Linked DNA regions of Anas platyrhynchos: region 2 is linked to region 1. Evidence: chromatin contacts called from public Hi-C data. All regions are on one chromosome and are shown on one strand. Each heading gives the region's core, a stretch centred on a gene start, on an enhancer-like site or on the middle of the called end of the contact. The rest is flanking DNA. Distances are from core to core; before and after follow the strand shown.

What was found. Hi-C and Micro-C count contacts between places; a contact is called where the count stands out from the background.
Region 2: a contact with region 1 is called in a Hi-C map of skeletal muscle, with 3 times the contacts expected there. The contact joins two enhancer-like sites. A contact is called at or near these places in 5 of 8 Hi-C or Micro-C datasets (F1 follicle, liver, skeletal muscle and 1 more).

Annotation. Positions count from the first base shown.
Region 1 is chr7:35,711,112-35,717,592 of IASCAAS_PekinDuck_T2T, forward strand. It overlaps COL5A2 (collagen type V alpha 2 chain), which reads right to left. Exons shown (of 54, transcript XM_038182147.2): 2 at 643-867. Among named protein-coding and RNA genes, the nearest start is that of COL5A2, 47 kb to the right of the region's middle. Within about 2 kb of position 2,805, at least 1 of the 8 cell types and tissues checked has an H3K27ac peak or open chromatin away from gene starts, as enhancers often do. A contact at or near this core is called in subcutaneous adipose tissue, where this site is marked.
Region 2 is chr7:35,790,727-35,796,898 of IASCAAS_PekinDuck_T2T, forward strand. No RefSeq gene overlaps it. Among named protein-coding and RNA genes, the nearest start is that of WDR75, 29 kb to the right of the region's middle. Within about 2 kb of position 4,170, at least 3 of the 8 cell types and tissues checked have an H3K27ac peak or open chromatin away from gene starts, as enhancers often do. A contact at or near this core is called in subcutaneous adipose tissue, where this site is marked.

The DNA of each region.
Region 1 (6,481 bases), core at 1,555-4,054:
TTATACTACTTTTTTTTTCTGATGTCTCATGAGAGAACTGTGTGTTCGTGTTTCACCTTGGGGAAACGCTTTATAGTGCTTACATTTCACCACTTACAGAATCAAGATTTACATTGATTCAACTATTGGAGAGGCCTGGAATTGAGCTTTCTATCAAAGAATGCTCTGTTTTATTATGTCTTAGCATATTCATCTTTCAGTTCCAGATGAACCACAAAAAGAACCCAGAAAGCAATCTCCTTGAAATATCAAGATGGAATTCAGCTCAACCTCGTAGCTGTAAAGCCTTTGGGCTTAATCACATTCATAGTCAGAAGAAAACTGTTTCCAGAGCCAGCTCAGGTGCAAACCAAGACGGAAAACAGCTGCCAAGTATTTACTCTCTTCAGATTTAAACTTTCACTATGGAAATGCTATTAGAAACTTCAGTATCGTGAGGTTTCTACTCCTTTGGGCTGATTTTAGAGAACTTTAACCTCACCACCGATCTTCCTGCATATTCAGACTTGAAACTGGGAACAGATCTAGATTTCATCAGGGTCTCCCTATCCCATTTTGAACCACAGCAGAGCAAATCTCATTCTCAAGGCCAGCCTGACTGGTTCTCCTTTCAACAAAAAGTGAACTGGAAAGCAATCTTACCAATGCCGTTGTCAAAATCTCGTGTCGTATGGGGACACACAGGACAGCACTCCCCTGGGGGCACCTGTGGGTTCTCACACTCCAGCACATCTTGACACTGGATTTCATCGCAAAGAATAGCTCCGTTGTCACAGACGCAAATTTGGCAAGGCGACGGCTTCCAAATATCCCGGTTCAGGTACATCTGGCCATTCTGAGTGCAGGCGATTTCTTCACCATCTTCTCCTGGAAAAAAGAGTGAGGATATATTAAACATTTTCCAACTGTGAAATCAAAGGAGTATTAGGATGAGGAAAGAGCAGGTCTGGAGATGAAAAGCAGCACCACATACATGGAGAAAACAGTCTACCAGCATAGCTGAAGTTAATGTCTTTTAAATACCAGTCATCTTAAATGTCTTTCTTATTTTACCACCTTATTCCTCAGACAAGGAGAAGTAAAATGGAGTCGTGGAAAAGCACAACCCCACCACAAGGTCTCAAAAGCATATTGCCTTAGGAGTATCTGTATATAATAGATTGTCTACGTGGCCATTTACATAGGTGTAGCATCTACTGAATACGAATGTTCTATCTGTGTATGTGTTTCTCACATTTGTATGGAGCTCATCCTATTTTACTAAAGTTATGCATCTTTTTTACCCTAATCCATGTGCTTTATAGCAAATTTTCTTTCTTTCTTGCCTTAGTATTGTCACCTTTATTTATTTTTCTTGAATTCCACTAATTCCATTTAGAAATCCATTCAATGTAGTTTTCCAGTCTACTGTCACCAAGACAGAACGACTTCCCTAGGTTGAATTCTCTCTCTCTCTTTTATTGTTTGTTTTTATGTTAATGTTCTGAGAGAACTTAAAATTTTCAAAAATTTCCCTGTTTGAGGGGGAACATGACTGTCCCTTTAGGTATTGTTCTATCCATAGTTAAGTCCATGCCTGTGTTTTCTTCCTGCTGTGTAAGCAAACAGTCCAAATACCTGTAGTTGTTGTTTGGGTTGGTTTCGGTTTTTGGGGGGGGGTGAAGGGAGAGTTGTTTTTTTTTGTTTGTGTTTTTTGTTGTTGTTTTTTTTTTTTAATAATGAAGTAATAACCTCCTCCTAAAAATAAAAAACAATTTTAAAATAAAACACACTTAAAACAAAAAAAAATTCTTTGGTTGTCCAACATTTTTAAAAATCAACAGAAAAGAGACTTTTTCACTTTGGCCCAATGAATTTTTCATCCTCTAAAGCTCCACACAACACAAGCTCCAGCAGTAGGAACGAACTGTCCTCAGTTCCCAGGCAATGGGTCCCAAACCTGCAACCCAAAAACCCCAGTGCCAAGATTCCCTCCTCGGAGCCATAGGCAGCAGAGCTCCCACACGCAGCCTCCTGTGCTTCAAACAACTCTCCGGACCTTGGGATACTGTGGCAAGGATTCATCTTATCCTGGGTGGCAACTCCAGCTGACCACAGAAACCCTTCTATCAAAAATGTCTTTGGAACTGGAACAATCTGGTTAAAACCACGGGCTGAAGATTTCCAAACACCTCTAATTTTGAACCAAAGTAAGACTGGGAACAGAGGTAGCTCTACATACATATTCTGGGTGCATCCCGGTAGTCAAAGATCACGATCAGCATTTTTTAAGAAAAGCTGTTATTAGCACAGCAATTAACAGCACCAAGCGCAAGGTCAGCTTCACTGTTCTGTGCATTTCTGCCCTAACTTGAACCAGATGTAAACAGAAAATCACAAAGCAATAAACAGGAACAGATTTAGGATTTCAGCTTTGTGCCTTAACTCAAGTCCCGTTACTCCATCAATGTCAAAGCTCAGAGAAACGGAGCAGATGTGTCATTAACTGTTGCCTGCCATCATCAGCTTCTGCAGCTTCCCAACAGAAACTGAGATCCAAATTCATACCAGGTCATCTCCTCTTCAACTGGTTCATCACATACACTGACAAAACGACTCGAAGGGGTGCCACAGAAGCTCGGGAGGAAATGTTTTCAGTGTGAAGTAAAGACATCGACCAAGTGTGGTGCACAGCCCATTTAGGATACTGTGAGAATCACTTTCCAAACTGCAGAACGCATTTTGGAAAGCACTCTTCTCACTTCTCCCTTGTGTGCATGACATAACGTGCTGTCTGACATATTTAGCCTTTTTCCCCCAGATGTCTGGCATATGGTCTGTGTCTTCCTTAACGTAGCACCAGTAGAACTCGCTGTGCTGTTCCAGAGCTGCAGTTTGCATAAATGAAATTTCTGAGTTACCGAGCCCAAAGTCAGCCTTCTGTCATGGCTTCAGATAAACCACACAGCAACTGCTTTGGCAAATCGGAGCTGCGCCAGGTGGTGACTGGCTTCTGCCGGAGCCCTGCTCGGCGGCTGGGGAAGGGACGGGCAGGCAAAGGGAGGGGGCAAACCAGCACATAGTCACTTCTGGAAATATTTTAAGAAGTCTGACTTCCTCTCAGATTGCAGATACACTGATAACTTTAAAAGAAAAGCAAACTTTTTTTTTTATTTCAAATCTTTTTTACCACATTTGCTGTCTCTGGTTTTCCTTTAGGCTGTGACTGTGCTACACTAAGAGTAACCTGCAGAGAGCAGCTCCTGCACCTCCAACTCATCCCACAAGCAGCTTTTAATGTTTCACCGTCAGACCTGAGCTGTAGGCACGTTATCCATCCATACCCAGACCAGCAGAAAAGCAGCAAAGGAAATTGTACTACTCTGTTTCTTCCCTGCCTTGGAAATCGACAAGTTTTTTAATTATAGAGGCCGAGTCACTAAGTATTTGTTTCACATGTTCTTTCTACCTCTGCAGTTGTAACACAAGATGCTAAACGACTCCAGAAGCAGCTTTGGAAATTGTTAATGTGGCAAAATGATCTGGTAGTCAATTAACCAACTCCTTTCTCACCAACAAGTACAACTATTACTGCTATTGGACCTGAGTACAGAATCCACAGGGTCACCAATCTGTTCGAGTCAGCGAAAATGAGTCTCAGAGCAGCCTGCAAACACAAAAGGCAAGGTACAAAAAATACCCTAGGAAGTATTTAAAGACATTCATTTGTGTGCTTGTACAAAAGGACCTTTCGGAATGAGGTTTTCAATGACATGCACCATGACTATAATGTGATTTTTTTTCTGTTATACATTGATCTGTTGGAATATCATTTCAGCACGAAAGAACTGTTCAACCACAAGTCCAAAGTCAGCCCCAGCTGATATATCAAATCACCATGTTCAGAGACCAAGCATCAACTCTTTGCAAGTAGAAATCACGTCATGCGCTGACATACCCAGGCCCAGCTCTGACAGCACTGAAGTTGTACAAATTACTGAGGAAAATAAATAAATAAATAAATAAATAAATAAATAGAAACCTCCCAGCCACTAGATGGCTGTCAAAGCCCATCAGTCACATGAGGAAAACCCAAAGGCGTCCAGCAAAGGCGTGCAAGCCACACCCTGCTTTGGGCATTTTTGCTGAGCTTGGTTTCTTTGCAAGCAAATATCCATGTTAATTCCCCTCCTCAACGAGCCAAGGACACGACGAATGTTTTAAGAGAGAGCATACGAAACCACTGCAATCTTGCACTAGCAGATGTGCACCATGGTGCAAGTGCACCTGGAGATCCACCACTTGCTTGCTTTTCTGGCACACGTTGCCTGGTGAGCAGAGCTTGGCCAGCAGGCTGCTCTGCCAAGGGCTCACACAGGGGAGAGAAATGGAAATCAGAGAGTAAAGGGGGAGAAAATGGGTCTTGGTTTGTTTATAGATAGGGAAAAGAGAAGGATTCAACAGCAAAGCAGCTCCATTTCATTTCACTTTTACTCACTCAAGCAACACCATAATTAAAGGAGTGTAAATGCTGATGGACCTCCAGAGGCAGAGAACACAGCCTAACAGAGCCAGAAGAGATGACGGCTGGTCCTTAAAGCTCCAGCTGCCAGCGTTATGCTTGCTTTCTGCCAAGAGGGACTTCTTGATGCATATTCTACACTAAGTCCACTACTTTTTTACATTGTTTAACATAAAAAGTCTAGAACAGAAAAGGAAATATTACGGAATGAAAAAGACTGGAGAGAAAAGAGCTTCTGCAGGTAGCTTCTCGTCTTTGTTAGCCTGATTCTGGACTGTGGAAAATATATGGAAATACAAGATTGCAGTAAAATCCTTAGTGTTTAAGTTAAACAAAACATAATCCTGCAAGAAAACTCTAGAATATGAAAAGCTGAATTTCAAGTTATGCGTTACAATCTAACCCTGCTGACTCATAAAGCAGAGGTGCAGAAGAAAATCAAAGTGAAGGCCAGTACGTGCAAACAGCCATTTTGCAGATGTACCACTGTGCATGTGGACGGAGTGCCAAGAGATGGACAAGAGTAGCTTGGTGTTAACAACGCTTGATTGCCAGCCTGCTACAACATTAGCACAGAGCTTCATTCAGTTCTCATTAAATCAATGGGAAAAAAACTCCTATTTGCACCTATAGGAATCACACTGCCTGTAGAGATTTTATCTTTTGATAACTTTTGCATTTGTTCCATAGAAAGGATTCTTCTTAATAGTGATTAGCACAGACAGCTTACAGAGGAAGTAATTTGTAGCTACATGTATGAGGAGGAACCTGGAATCCCTTAGCAATTATATTAATAAAATAATTCAGTATTCTCTTTATGTGAAATGTTTGACTGGCATTTATCAAATCAAATTTGTGTTCAGATGTCTCCATTCAAGATGTGTCATGCTTCTCAATGACCTAGAAGTAATAGCAACAGCACAAGGATGCACTTACATGCAAATAACAGCATTCTCTTAGAAAAGCTCACCAGTACCAAGGTCTTTGACACACCGTTAATCCACTAAGTGTTACAGATGAATGTCCTCTCCATGTCTTGAAAGGCAGTTAAATTCCCCTGCACAGTCAAGCCAGTAAGTTAGGAACGACACATACATGTACAGACCCCTCAGGAGTACAGCACAGAGGATTTATTCATTATAGGACCCTGAGGTCCCATGAGGTGCACTGTGACATCTGTGTCCCCAGGCACATCTGGTTCCTGCTTAAACACCTTACAGGATAACTTGCAAAGTTCACATGAAATAAATATTTGAGAAGCATCCTACAGATTAAAGAAGTCCAGTGGTCTCAGTTCATCATGAGATTTCAAGGTGATTGTTTAGTCAGTCATCTAGAGACGGAGCTGAAGCCCTTGGGCCATGTTTGAGAATAATAAAAGACCCAGGGTGTATTCCTAAATAACACAGGTAATTTTAAAATGTGTATTTTAGGAATGGAAAATTACAGAGACTCAACTGTTTTTCTTGCAGAGTCTACTACCATAACATCAAGTACGAATAAATACTGCCAAGTATCAAGATGTAAGTCAGCTCCCAAGCAGGGACTTAATGAACTGCTGAAATTGCTACAGCAGTTAACCAGAGCCTTACTGCAGACATGCACTCTGCAGCTGGCCAGCTGTTCTGGCTGGCACCACGGAGAGGGAGTTCACCCCCCAAGGTTTGTCAACCAAGAAAACCTAAACTCCAAGCTCTGAAGAGCAGTCTGGAAGCAAAAACCAATGATAAACCAATACATGTTGAGTTGGGAGAAGAGAGAACCTCCCAGGTAAAGGCCTCTTTGAGTGTGATCTGGCTATTGGTTTAGTCTCTTACAGATAATTTTGTCAAAATAAATAATTCTGTTTTCCATCTCAGCACTGTGATTCGAGATTTGGATGAATGGGGAAAGCTGAAAAGCAAGAACCATTCTTAGGATATTGCTAGACTCCTCTGAGTGAATTTTAACTTGGTAGTCTAATATAACTGATTCCTCACA
Region 2 (6,172 bases), core at 2,920-5,419, 81 kb after region 1:
ATGCTTTTGGTGTTCAAGATTGTATATTTGTCACAGAGGCACACAACAGATAAATAAATAAAATAATAATTAAAAAAGAAAAAAAAAAAAAAAAGAAAGGAATTTAAGACATTAAGAAAGCAGAGACTTCAAAGGCTAACACAAACAATTTGTGCAAGCTTTACTGCTTTCACACAACCACTCATAGATACTGCTCATATAAAATGTCAAACTATGTCAACTACCTTACAAAGCTGCTTATAAAGAGGTATCCAGACTATTTGACTTGTAAAATTATTTATATTAGATAAATGCAGTTAGCAATACCACCCACACACCTGCACGAAAAAACAGGCACATGGCTCAAACAAAAGCAGCTATTCTAGATCACCAGTTCAAAGATGGGTCAATGCTATAGCAGTCCCCCCAAAATGACAACTACAAACTGATCGCTTACAGTTTTTCATGTTGACTCCTGCATGTTCTTTCAGAAGACTGCAAATGATTTACTAACCCCAACAGTTAACAAATGGTGGATTCACCTGTGGAGTTTCTTTATTGGTACTTTTGGGCACCACACCTGATTCACAAGCTTCAGGTGTTGTTCTGCTACAACCTCTATTTTCCAAAACTTTAACCGAGGGGGGGGGAGGGGAGGAGAAGGTCATTAATGCAGAGCAAGAAGCAAACACCCATTTTATCACCATTTATAAAAATAATAATAATAAAAAAAAAAAAAAATCAGTTGTTTTGCCCATCACAAAATAGCATTTTTTTTTAATGTCTCCAGAAGAAACACATCTTAAAAAAGTAAATTTTCAGCAATAATTACAATCTGTGCATTTTCACAAAGAGCCTCAAACACCCACTCATGCAGGGAAGGAGCACGATCAATGCCATGATTCAAGTTCTCATACTTTCCTTTTCCTCTCTCATATGTAAATTCATGGAACTTTAGTCCTCTTTGATTAAAAATGGAATTCAAATTATGAAGAATTTTCAAGATCATAGCTGACGTTTCCCTAAACTTGCACTACTACTTTATAACAATAAGATCTGTTTTTCAAATGTTGAAGCTTACAAACCGCCCATTTTTCATCTCTTTTTGCTTCAAAATAATGATATGAGGTCAGAATAGACATCTTCACTTATAACATCTTGACTTGTTAGTAGCAATACCACACAAATTCTACCAGACTTCTTGAAACTCAAGGATTTGTTTTGTTTCATGTTTTATTCTTCTTTAATCAAGTAGTCCAATCCTAACAAATAAGTGGAAATCACATCAAAAGAAAACCATAGATTCTTGCAGAAAATATCTTTATGGGTATTTCAACATGTTAAAAGGACAAGCTTATCAATTTCTAGTGACACAGCAATTAATACCTACCAATTTATATTATGTCTAGAACACAAGCACAAAAGGTTTGAAAACGCTGACCCTAATTTTGTCATAAACTCTATGAAGGTAAACATCTCAAGAAAATTAGCAGATGCGTAGATATTCAGCTGGTTTTTGTTTTCTTTATAGGCATGCAAAAGTACATAAGCACCAAAGCTCATATAATCACAACTCTAGTCAGCAATAGTATACACGAGGATTTTTCCCTGAGCTCTTGGTATAGCTGTAGCACTTTCTACAACTCACCGTGGTGAACCTCCAGATAGCAGGACTGCTTCCTACTTCATCTTTCTCCTTCTACCTGCTTGCCAAAGAGATCCCACAAAACCTGGCACGCCACTTCGTCAACTCCACCTGGCTCGTCAATTAATCTGTTAATAACCCTAATCACTCACAGCAGTCACTGAGACTTCTTTTGTGAGAAAAACACTTGTGCTTACAAGTGAGTACCTATTTTCTGGCCATTGCACAAAGCAGTCATAAAAATGTAATTAGCTGCATGCATAAACCCTTATTATTAACATTAAAAGGCAGTGTGGTATAATATGTTGCTGTAGCTTTTCAAAGCTTTCTTTTCTTAACATTGTTAGTTATTATCATAGAATCATAGAACCACAGAGTATCCTGAGTTGGAAGGGATCCATAAGGGTCATCGAGTCCAACTCCTGGCACCACACAGGTCTATCCAAAAATTCAGACCATGTGACTAAGTGCACAGTCCAAACGCTTCTTATTATCTATAAGATACAACATTCACCTATAGGTTTGCTAAGAAATCAGATTTGCACCACCTTTATGGAAAACACTCTTCTCAAGTAACTGCAGTCTCTGGTGTTTAAAAAAATAATATTTTTTTTTTTAATGGAAATTTTATCAGGGTGGTAGTATTGCAAGCCTCATTTAATAATGGAACATATGAAATTCAATGCTGGCTGTGAAAAATGAAATGCAGCTTTTTATTTTTAAGAACTCTTCAAGTTCAGATATTTATTTTTAACAATTTTCATGTTTAGCAGTGCCTCATGTCAGTGACTCTTCCATTTCACCCATTTCACCCAGAAGTGAAAGGTAGAAGAACACAGCAGGTACAGTAAATACAGGAAGACGTCAGTGTAATTTAGAAGTGTTGGTACTTAATTTTAACAGGAAAAGGAAAATAAAGTGAAATGAATTTTCACAATTTCAGGCAGGTAATTCTTTAACCTTAAAATTCTTTAAACTCTTTTCTAAGTTCTACCACTCCAAAAGCCAGCAGTGTTAAGCATCAGTAACACGTCCTCTCAAACAGCATTTCTATTGCATGTTCTGATGGGGGTCTTAAATGTTTTAAGAATAAAGTAAGAATTACGAATTATTTCTGCTGCTTACTGTATCTGTCCTTCAGAATAACGCCTGTCTGGGGACTCTCTCAGATCCAGCCTTTGTCACAGGAATAGTTCTTTCTCGATGATTTGATCAAATCTGTTGATTAAAAAAAATGAACAGAATTTCCAGTTAGAACATTATGTTAAGAAAAAATTATACACTTTGTCTTCAAACTTGGGTCTTCTTTGTGTAATGACTGTCACACAGATATGTTTACACACAGAACAACTTTCAGAATTTGGATGAACAAATGGCAGTGGATTGTGATTTTCAGTCATGAGATCTGCTGCTTTTATTTCATACAATAAATCCACCACAGGTCTAGCTAAAGCTTTAGCTGATGACTTTGCTTATTTGTCTGCCAAAGTAAAAAGTCATGAGAAATACATGTTTAGAAAACAAAATCCAAGTAAAATGCTATAAATTATCAAAGACCACCAGATTCAGCTTTACTTTTTTGTGAGAAATCCTGTTCTTTATTGGAGTAACTTGCAAGGTATTTTAAACTGAGATGGATGCAGAAACACAATGTTAGATGGACTGGACAAATCCATCTTATAGCAGCACATTACTGAAAGTCATTACCTCCCCAGAATGTGGGGAGCTAAGGCTGGTGCTATTGCCTTCGAGTAATAAAAATCTGATGGGGACAGACCCATAAGCAGCAAGGGAGCACAGCGTTGTTTGGCACTGAATTTTCATCTATTTTAGTTCTCCCTACCATAGCCCTGGCTGGTCTCGTCATCTGCACTGAGGGAGTGAGCATGCAAAACATTTTCTGTAGCTGCTTTCCCATTAAGGGTTACTCCTGGAAATCCTATATGGGAACTAGCTCTCAGTCTTCTCTCGTGTATGTTCCTTTAAAAGCTCCATCTTCCATCCTGGCTACACTTTATTCAGCATGTTCACTTCTTTGCAAACCCATCACCATCCTCCCACTGTTTAATATAGAGAGATTATGTGATCGGATTGTTCCACACATCAGCGTGGCCGAATTTCTTTTTCCAAAATCAAATCTGTGCAAACCAGTAAATTAAATTATGCTGGACATGGGAGCAACGTACCAAGTGCCACACAAGGGTCGTACTGCACAGTCTGGCACACACGTAGACGAGTGATAGCCAGGAGATATTTCCCTCTGTTTGCTAGCTGCTCAGCGTGCTAACTTGCCAAGCAGAAATTCACAAGAAGGAAAATGAAATTAACTGCCACATAAAGAGCCAGGAAGCACCATGGATTCAGTAAACTTAATTAATTTCTTCTAAACAGGATTCCCTCATGTTCTTACAGCTGGGCTGATGAAAAATCACTGCTCTGCAACTGAACTGAATGGAAAACGTTAAGAAAGCCAGGACTGGAGCAGACTTATGAGTCACTACAGAGTAATCCAAAGGGATACAGAGGTCGTCCACTCACTAGAATGTGGGCTGAAACAGTCGCTGATTTATTCTCCAGGAATCCCAATAAGAGGCACTCTCAGGGGAGCACAAGACAAGAGACTTTGCCATGACTGCAGCTACACAGATGACTACAGTAAGAAATTCTGGCAAATGGTAGTGGCTGCGATAGTAAATCCATCCCGTACTCAAAAACCTTGGAGGATACTAGGACTGACAGAGAAGCAAGACATAATCACAATGGCCTAAGTGGTACAATTTGGGGAGTACCAGATGCATTCACTGATTTATTTGTTTGCATTCTTATCAAAGAGAACATCTTCTAGGGTCAGTGTTTGGGACTCATAGTTTATGACTGAGGTTTCCACATGGAGTGTCTTTAGGTGGCTTTGGACATCCTCCTGAACTACAGGACTAGCAGACATGCCTTGCAAGGAAGGATTAGAGGTAGCGTTACATTTGCTGCTGTATGCAGAGTTCACCTCATCCCTTAGAAGTGGCGAATTTCAGCAGCTGCTTTCAGACAGACATTGAGGATTGCTTAATGAGATAAAAAGGTAGAATAAAAAATTAGATTATCATTATAAACCAGGCTTTCTCTTGGAGGCTGCTGGATCAGCCTAAACTAGGTTAAACGCAAGGATTTGTCTTCATATTAAACATATTAATTTAAAATTAAACCAATTTTTAAAATATACCTCTAAGGCTCTAGACGACCAAACTTAATTATACAATACGCTAAAATGCAATTAAATGAAAACCCACAACCTTGGCCACCCACTACTTTGCTGTTCCATAGCTTAAAATTGAAACTTTTAATCTGCTTGACAGAGGCATGGTCTCTTTAGCAGTATTCCTGGAAGTCACCACATTCAGGTTATTTCTGAGTAGCTCAGGCAGAGTTCCTGGTCTCTGAGCCCTTGCAAGATGGTTGTGCGTGCAGCCCAGACCCATTTATAACAGGGAGATACAGCTCTGGCAACTCTTCTGATTACACCTGTAGTACGTGGAACTACACATTAAAGAAACTGCAACATCAACTAGTTACAACTAGTAGAAATTACCTTCCATGACATTAAAAAAGCACTAAGCCCATGTAAAATTAAATACATAAAAATGACGCAGTTTTAAGTGAGCAGTTGGGAACAGAAAGTGAAATACAGGACATCAAACTCAAAGCTGAAGAAACTGCAGTTTGGGCACTCCAAGCTGATGCCATATAGAAGTCCAGATGAAAATGAACATGTTTATAATGCTTACAGAGCTGCTTTCTGCCAGCTGTGGCACACTAACCGATTCATCACACTCCTGCCTGTCACAAATTCACCAACACATGCATTAGTTTCATGCTTAAAACCCAGTTTTGTGCAATATATGGGTAGCACCTGTTTTATCAACCCTAAAGAGAAAGAACGAGAACCACGATTTGTTTTCACAAAGTTCTTTGAAACTTTTCTGATCTCAGTAGCATTTCTGCAGCGGTTGCTGAAGGCAGGGCTTGGCCACAATCGCCTCGCTACAGGTCACCAAGAAGTTCTGCATCACAAGTTTCTTGGTGCCTGATCCCCACTGCGGCATCCAGGGGTTACCTGCACTGCTAGCTATGGAGCTGAGCCAGTGGGAAACTTTGGTAATTTTTAGATTTGACTCCAGTTATGAGTTCTTCCTCCTCATCAGTAGCTTTCTTCACGTGCCTTTCTTATCAGTGACTATTGCTTGATGAAGGTTCTCACTCAGACATAAATATAAAAAAAGGTAAATTAGGCCTAGGCTCTCTAACCTCCCACGACTAAAAGTTCACATTGAACCGGTAAAGCAGTGGTGGAATTTGGCAACCAAAACCACTTTTACTTTGTATGATAACATGTGTCACCACCTTTTAACATTTTAAATGGCATATGCAATTTAAGTGGGGAAAGCAATCACAGAACTGCACAAAATCCCTCTGCCAGATGTTGATGTAGCAGAAGAGGAATCCCAGAGATATCACACACTGGAAACCACAGTTCATCCAGCAATCCAACCTGGA